2 separate regions of the Triticum aestivum genome follow, and region 1 is linked to region 2. Evidence: chromatin contacts called from public Hi-C data. All regions are on one chromosome and are shown on one strand. Each heading gives the region's core, a stretch centred on a gene start, on an enhancer-like site or on the middle of the called end of the contact. The rest is flanking DNA. Distances are from core to core; before and after follow the strand shown. Region 1 holds the start of LOC123054257 (deSI-like protein At4g17486). Region 2 holds the start of LOC123054255.

What was found. A called contact is a pair of places that touch in the nucleus more often than the background predicts.
Region 1: a Hi-C map of leaf shows a contact between it and region 2, with 4 times the contacts expected there. The contact joins the promoter of LOC123054257 here to the promoter of LOC123054255 in region 2. A contact is called at or near these places in 3 of 5 Hi-C or Micro-C datasets (leaf and root).

Annotation. Positions count from the first base shown.
Region 1 is chr2D:530,211,720-530,216,047 of IWGSC CS RefSeq v2.1, reverse strand. It overlaps LOC123054257 (deSI-like protein At4g17486), which reads left to right and starts at 1,559. Exons shown (of 4, transcript XM_044477987.1): 1 at 1,559-1,888; 2 at 2,751-3,038; 3 at 3,121-3,201; 4 at 3,895-4,195. The coding sequence starts at 1,756. The coding sequence ends at 4,034.
Region 2 is chr2D:530,049,523-530,054,088 of IWGSC CS RefSeq v2.1, reverse strand. LOC123054255 reads left to right here and starts at 3,314. Exons shown (of 38, transcript XM_044477985.1): 1 at 3,314-3,615; 2 at 4,011-4,224; 3 at 4,309-4,404; 4 at 4,492-4,566. The coding sequence starts at 3,459.

The DNA of each region.
Region 1 (4,328 bases), core at 310-2,809, 160 kb before region 2:
CGATTTAGGCCGACCGGAGCCCTTCTATGGGATCATACTTGGGAAACATGCCATGTCACTGGGACAGATCGACCTAGCTATCACTTCCAGCATTCCCGATCCTGTAAGACTGAGACCCTGTGTTTCATGGTCATCAATTTGTTGGGTTCCTTCCATTCCTTCCTAGGATGCCCTTGCTATGCCAAGTTCATGGCAATGTCCCGGTACGATCTACCATGAGCTCAAGATGATAGACCTTAGCGAAGTCATCACGGTGAAGGGCAACATTCAACGCGCATGTCGGTGGGATCAAGAAAGCATCCAGCATGTCGATGTGTTGGTCATGGTGGCGGTATTTCAAGACGTCGTCACCCCTTTCGGCGCCCCTCTATGCCCTTCGGCTTCAAAAACACGGACGCCACTTACCAACTGTGCACTTATAAGTGCTTCCACAAAGAAATCAAAAGAAACATACAGGTCTATGTCAACAACGTGGTAATCAAGATTCGAAAGAAGGAGAATATGTTAGCAAATCTGACAGAGACGTTTGCTAAAAAATTCAGCATAAAGCTTAGCCCTAAGAATACGTCTTAAGAGATCCTGTTGAAAAGCTATTCAATTACATAGACTCTCTTGTAAGGATTAGGACATTCAAAGCATCTCTAGAAGATCCCGTAAAAGCAGTCAAACCTATAGATTTACGGTACGGTTAGAATGTTGGACTGAATAGATCCTGTAAAATAGCATATCCCGTAACGTATATTAGAGCTCTCACCCATCATATATGGAGGATCCGAACCGTTTTTGAGGATCCTGTAAAATCGGTCAATGCCGGAGCAGGGGGCCTGCGACGTTGCGCGCGAGCAGGCGGAGGAGCTCACCGGCGGCCGGCCGGAGCATCGCCGGAGAAGGCGGGCGGCCAAAGCATCGGCAGAGCAGGCAGCGGGCCGGAGCAGCGCCGTTCTGGCCGGCCGAAGTTCGAGTTCGTGCATGTGTGCGTCTCGGGGAAGAAGCATGAGGAGGAAAAAAAACTTTTAAGATACAAGTTTACGGAGTCTATTGTGTCGGATGCCTCGCGGTATCATAAATTTGTTTTAGCAGGTCTTATATACAGTTTTTACGTTTATGGGAGTCTGCTAGAGATGCTCCCACTAGCCTTAGAAAGTGCATCATAGTTGGATGCACCATGGGAGAACGCCGGAGACTCCAAGTCCGAGGTGGAACCAGCTTCGCTGGCTTGCTGGTAACGGTGTCGGACGAGGAGCGGCCAGCCTTCTCTTCCCAGAAGAGTCAAAGCCATCCTTCCTCTTCCCGCTGGGACCCACGAGCCCGACGTAGCCCGCCCGTCCCGTGGGCGCGCCTTTGCGGGCCATCATGAGTCGTGACTCCCCACTACAATCAGACAGCTCTCTCCATCACCGAGCAAGACTGCAGCTTCCCCTACCCACAGAACAACCCAACTGTATCCATGACAGTGCGGACCCACACTCCAATTGCCCCACATTACGACCGCACATCAGCGTTTGCAGCGCGTAACGGAACCATTTTAATTTAATGGTTAAGACCATCGAGAGAGACAGGAGGCGTGGTAGTACTCTCCTAGATAATCCTCGACGCTAACTACGCTTTCCCCTCCCCTCTCCGAGCCCAAAACCAAGCAAAATCGAATCGATACGGACCAAATTCGGCTCCGCATGGGTTTCCCCAGGCACTGATCCGGCGGGTGGACGCTAATGCGGCGCCGCTGAAGGGATCTGCTGCGCCCGCGGGGTTCGCATGGCGGCACAGAACGGCGGCGGCGGCGGCGCCGGCGCCGGCGCGGCGGTGGTCCTCAACGTGTACGACCTGACGCCCATAAACGACTACCTCTACTGGTTCGGCCTCGGCATCTTCCACTCCGGGATCGAAGGTTTTGACTCTCTTCCTACTCGCTGGAGCTTGATTTGGTTCTAACTACCTACAGGGACGCTGTACTGTACGTAGATTGGTAGTTGCTTTGTTGAGCTTGTAAAGGGTTATACTGTGATATTTGCTGCCGTAGGTCGTGGAGGTTACTGCTTGGAAAGAGGCAGGATAACAGGGTACAAAGGAAGAAGTTGTGGGTGGTTACAGATTTGAGGGGTGATGGACTGATCGTCGTCTGAATTTCTGATGACCAGTAATGCAAAGTAGTTTTCAGTTGTATGAGGAAGTTATAGGATGCAGGAGAAAACTAAAAATTGGAGAACGGTGGTGAATTATAACGATGTATGGGTGTATCTATATCTATTGATTGACAGGGTAGGTGGCAAATCCTTCGACAGAGTTTGTTTGGTGTTGCAGTCATGTTCTTGTACCAAGAACAGTTGGATATTGAGCATAGTTAAAAAAACGCGCGCCTAGGCTCTAGGCGATAACAGAACACCTAGCGCTTAATGTGCACATAATTGCGCTTAAGTGTGTGTTTCAGAAAAACGCAAGGCGGTGGCAAAACACACAATTAACGCCTAGCGTTTTTTTAGCTTTGACATTGAGCTAGCATCATAACTGAATGTTTGCAGCTGATAAAAATGGTAGAGTCTCAGTCATAAATGATATGTTCATTGGTAGCAGTCTACGTTTTATGGACTGAGGTTGCTAGTTATGTCAAAATATTTACTGTACGTTGGGTTATTGGCTGATGCTTTTATGTGTAGCAGCTTCTTCTTTTTTTCAGACATGCATTTTGTGGATTCTTCTGTGCTAGAGGTGTGATCTTTAACTCATTGTTTTGTTGTAATTGAAATCTACAGTTCATGGTTTGGAATATGCTTTTGGAGCCCATGATCTCTCAACCAGTGGGGTTTTTGAGGTTGAACCAAAATGTTGCCCTGGCTATGTCTATAGAAGGTCGGTATGGATGGGTACAACTGAGATGTCTAGGGCAGAGTTCCGCTCGTTCATTCAAACTCTTGCAGGAAAGTACAATGGGAATACATATCATTTGATTTCAAAGAACTGCAACCATTTTACAGATGATGTCTGTAAGAACATAACCAAAAAACCAGCCCCTGGATGGGTAAATCGGCTAGCAAGAGTGGGTCAGTATTACTAATTTTATGTCTTCTCTTTCTGACTTGCTCGGAACGATACATGACTGATTGTATTTTGTAAAATTCTTAGGCTACTTTTTCAATCGCCTCCTACCAAAAAGCATTCAAGTCTCTACTGTTACTCACGGAGCAACCCATCCTGCATTCTCTGGTGAGTCTGCTTCTAGTGCCTGCATTTTGCTTATAATTTGGGAAGATAGCTGTCTATCATAATGTTGAGTAAATTGCATGCAGTTGTTAGCTACAGCTTGTTGTGTAGTTGTAGTTCACATTCTAAATGACCTGTATGCTTCAAAATGTAAACAGCCATTTGCGTGTTATACTGTTTGTTGTATGTTTTGAATGATGCGTGCCTCAGAAATCTCTTACTAAGAAATAATAAGAGGACATTCCGGTCTTGTGCAATGCCATCTCCGCAATAAATCTGTTTGGCTTTGTGTTGTACGTTGTCTTCCGCCCTCCCATTTTCCTTCAAAAAACACTCCCCTGTCCGTTTGGTGAGCTTTATTCTTCATAGTATGCTGATCATATTTACATATTCATTGTGAAAAGAGAAAGAGTCGTGCTGTTTCTCTTGTTAGGGAAACTTAGATGAAGTAGAGGGAGCAACATGAGAAATTCTTGATTTCCACTGATTTGGTACTAGTCTTTTAAGCCACTTCACATTTCACTGAATGCTGATACTTGTCCAGAATGGAAGAGAGTTTATAAATGGTGTGTCACTTGTTCTAATAGCTAGATTTTCCTTTCAAACTTCCGTATTGACTAATTACTCTCATTCTTCCTCTCTTTCTTACCAAAAAAGCTATGTACTAACATTTAGCTGTTTTTGATTATCTGCTAGATGATGATGTGGATTCATCAGGTTCATCCCTTAATGGGGACAGTGATATGGATGACCTGGATCAGCACCTGCTACCAGCCGCAGGCACTGACCTTCAATCTATAGTCGTGTCACCAAAGCTATCGAAAGACCTCGTTTGAATTATCCTACCATTTGGGTTCCCTGCTGCAGTTTAACGGTCGTACTTCGCCAGCTTGTATGATATCCAAGTATAGTTGAATGTTGATTGTATTGATTCTTTTCCAACGAGTTTTGCTGTGTATGCATATAGGAATTGTCTGGTAAAGAAGTGATTTTGCAACTCTTTGTCTTCTGCTCAGTTGTTGCATAGTTGTTCAGGCATCAGTATCCTGTGTTCTCTCGTATGCTGCCAGGCGCAGGCAAATGCTGCCATCCTTCGCTGCAATGGTCTGATGTTGTGATGAATATCTGAA
Region 2 (4,566 bases), core at 2,065-4,564:
ATGACGGGGTGGAGATCATGAAGGTGGACCTCAACACCGTGTCGCCAAGGAAGAGGCCATGGTTCGAGAAGATGCAGGCCGACATGCTCAAGTTTGATGACAAGTGATCTATGGTGGCATGCGCCATCCTTTTTTGTATGCCAGCAACCACGGTCGAAATGGCGTGGTTGAACTTCTGACTTTTTGTGTGTTGGCATGTGCACCGGCCGCTGGCAAACGCGCCAGCAAGACTGTGCGATGGTTTTTTTGGAGGCTGGCATGGCGCCGGCATGAACTTTGGGCGGCGGCAGACCGCTGGCATGATCTATGGTCGCGGCCTATTAAATTTGTAGACGGACATGAAATGGGCCACTTGCGTTGGGCGCACTGCCGACCCAAAAGGAAAACAGGGCAAACGTCGAGCGGACGACTGACCCAAACGGACAAAAAGCGGACAAAATCACCGTCCGTTTGGGTCGGCACGTTGGAGTTGCTCTAACAAGCGCTTAGGCATGCTTAGGCGCTAGGTGATGGCCAAACGCCTCAACTTAAGGGTATGAACTATGATGGCATGTGGATACATATGCCCCATGAGAAAAAGTAGACTAAGGCAATTACATCGATTCTTTCCTCCCCAACCCAAGCTACTACTAGTGGGCCTCATCAATGAATTGAAAATAAAGACTTTCTACATGCATCTCTACTCTCAACTTAAACCTTTTTAACCTTTTACACCGGATCATATTTTTTCTCTTCAAACACCCGCCTTCTGCAGAGGATCCCACTTCCTCGTCCGAATCTATTTTTCTTGACATCCGATCCTACATGGCATACGAGACATCATTCTAGGGTTATGCATTAATTGGCCATGCCCTAAGGACATCTTTAGTGATGGGTGTTTACATAGGTGTCATGATGAAAAGACTAAATATTAAAATTTGAAAAAGTACCTAAGCGCTTTAGTTCTAACGGGCGGACACTAATTGGGCGTGTTAACTGAACTGGCAAGGCGTAAGTGCTTGGTGCCAGTTTTTTCGTCTGCGCCCCATATAACACCAGGATTCTACCCTAGCATCTATTTTGGTGCATGGCGTTGAAGATGCCCTAAGTGTAAGCCTAAGCAGGGCAAGCAATGAATTGTATGCATCGATATGTCAAATGGATCATATTTCAATTGTATTTGTTGGTAGTTAACTTATTTATGCCCTAAATTAATTTTGATATCCATATAAACCTCATACACACTCTGATAGTAAAAACTGTATTATCGCCTAGACCGTGCCCAGGACGCTTAAGCACAACGAAGGCCAACCGCCTCGCTTATACCTACCGCTTTTTTCATCCTTGATCCTCGCACTTTATTAATTTGAAACAAAATTCATACGGATACAAAGGGGTCATGTGGATGTAGAAGCCACAAGTGGCGACCCCGAGGAAGCAAAACATAAAATTTTACAAGATTGTGTGCCTCCGGATTCGAAACTCGGCCTTCGAACATAAAATCACAACTAACAAAACTTGATCTCCTCATATCTATCTCCTTCACAATTGTGACATGCGGGCCTCCTAGCCATTTTTTGATATCGTCCACAATTAGTTTGCAATCGCACACAATCACGAGATGACTCAAAGAGAAATAAACGGCTAGTGTCAAGGCCTCAGGACATGCTATGGCTTCAAGGCTTGTTGGATTATTCACTCTTGGTAGAATGACCGCAGAAGATATGAGGTAATTATCTTGTTCATCTCTGCACACTGCCGCAGCTGCACCCACACAACCATCGTGAAATAGTCCACCATCTACATAAATCTTTGTGTGGTCGTTCGGAAGAGGCTTCCAAGCATTTGATGTGTTGCATGAGCGCGTCTCCCCGGCATGGCGGTACTGGTGATCCTTTTTGGGCTATCCAACTCACTGATGAATCTTTCTATGAAGAGGCGAGTCGACGTCGGACTTTGGTAACTGGCCTCATGCATTGCTTTTCTTCGTGATGTCCACACTGCCCAAAGGGTCACGGTCATCTTCACGAAGTCCGCATGCCATAACGATTCCATCATGTTAAAGAGCCAAAGCTTCACATTGGGTTCATGTGACTCAACAAATGTGCCCAATCAATTCTTTGTCGCCCAACACATAAACACATCACACAACAGTGCAGTCTATCAAAGAATGCCTCCAAGAATCAGCACCACCACAAATTTGGCAAATATCCGTGTCGCACATCTTCCTATGGTGACACACATCCTTTGACGGAAGTGAGTGTTTTGCCATCCTCCAAAATAAGGCTCTGAAGTTACAGAGAGCCTGGGTGTTCCATAAAGATTTCCAACTATTCTCTTATGCCACGCCACTAGAAGTAGCTCCTCTCTGACCCAACAAATCACCCCTACATTTTCTTATACTGACCAACATGCAGTATGTCGATCTACCAGAAAACTATGCTTTCTTTTCAAATTGCCATGCCCAGAAATCAGTCAATGGAGTTGTGCAAAGGGGAGTGTTCTTTATCGCCTGAGCATTGTAGGGGAGAAAATATGTTGCAACTTATTATCTCTCCACACAGCCGAAGTGTTGTCAATCAGGTCACTGATAAATATAGGAGGATCGCTAGCCAGACAAGCAACTAGTCTCATCGATGCGTCTCTCAGGATCCAGTTTTTCGTTCATACCCTCGTGGTTGTGCCGTCACCGATGCGCCCAATGAAGCCATGTAAGAGTGCATCTCTACCCTCCAAGATAGACCTCCACACTTGAAATGGGTGAGACCCTAGGTCGGCATTGAGAATGTCAACACTTGGACAGCAGACGGCCTTGAGCAACCGGGCACAAAGAGATTCAAGCACGGTGAGAAGGCGCCATGATTGCTGAGCCAACAAAGCTAAGTTCAAGAGCTCGAGGTCCCTAAACCCCAAGCCGCCACATTTCTTCGGTTGAGTCATAGATCTCCAAGAAACCCAATGTGGTTTTCTCTACCCCTCTCTGTTTCCCCAGAAGAACTGACAAATAAGCTTATCCATTTTTTTCACACAGAACCCTTGGCAACTTAAAGCATGACATTGAGAAAACCGGAACAGCTTGCCATACCGATTTAATTAGATTTTTTTGCCCGCTGCTGGGAACAGTTTTTTTTTTGAGCAAATGCTGGGAAGTGGCCAAGTGGGAACAGTTTTTTTTTTTGAGAAAATGCCGGGAACAGCTGCCTTTGCTCAAAAAAATAAAAATAAAGCTAACCGGGCCTCGCGGACGGCATTGAGATGGGCTTCCTCCGTGACGGCGTGACCCGGCCCATGACCTTCTCGCTTTGCGCACCACCACAAAACCGACCGCTTCGTTGCTGAGTGCTGCGTACATCCCTCCCTCCCCAACCTGCTCGGCGCCGCCTCTCCTCTCCTCTCCCCTCCCGCCGCGCAGGGTTTTATTAGGGTTTAGCGGCGGCGGCGGCGGCGGCGACCGCGACGCCACCCCCATACCGCAGGCGATGGCTTCGATCGCGTCGCAGCTGCAGGCCATCAAGTCGGCCCTCGGCTCCACGCCGGAGTCGACTCGCCGGCCCATCACCCGGCCGTCCGTGCTCTTCGACGCCAAGGAGGCCGCCGACATCGACCTCCGCGCCATCCTCCCCATCGCCCTCTCTGGTGCCCACCCCTCACCCGACGAACACCTCTATCGATCTAAGCATACTGTTCCTTTGACATCATGTTTCCGTAGCTCCCTGTTCACTTGAACAACACTACCTTGGTATATTTGTTCGCTAGTTCAAGCGCGTATTACCAACCATTTTTCGATATGGTCGTTAGGCTCCTTGGTTATTCCAAATAATTGCCCCATGGTCACCCTAGCCCCTAGGAATTTATCCGTGATTCGTCAGCTGATAGAGTACACTGCACTGCACTATGTACATCAGAGCTACTCCTGAAAATTTTCAGAATTCTTCTAACTTTCACATCAAGCTACGCTAGTTTCGCATATGGAGGACTTGCACACACGTTTATGTTCCCTTGCAGTAATTGACTCGAATTGTGATATGTAGGTTTGGAGCATCTTACTGGTGTGGACGAGAGGTTTGCGAGGTACAGTAGCACGCTATTCAGCCAGACTAGCCTTGAGGTCAACCGTGAGCAGCAAACTCAAAAGGAAAATGACAAGCTAAACAAGTCCATCTCCTCCTACCTCCGCCTTCTAGCTGGCTATCTGCAGCTTCCAGCTGCCCTCAAGACGCTCGAGTACCTTATCCGCCGATACCTGTATGTACCAACCTTTAGCTACAATTCATCCCTCCCCGCGAGCTCTAGCCCGTTCTTCTGTATCTGACGGAAATGTTCATGCAGGGTGCATGTCTACAACGTGGATGAGTTGCTGCTGTGTGCATTGCCGTACCATGATACACATGCGTTTGTTCGGATTGTGCAGTTGGTCAACTTAGGGTGAGTGTCAGAGGTCCTGGTTTATGCTTGGTTTGTTCCCTTCATCTTTTCAATTCACTCAGTGCTTGGTTGATTTTGTGCGTTCAGGAATAGTAAGTGGACCTTTCTTGATGGTGTGAAATCCTCGGGTGCACCCCCGCCCAGGAGTGTTCTAGTACAGCA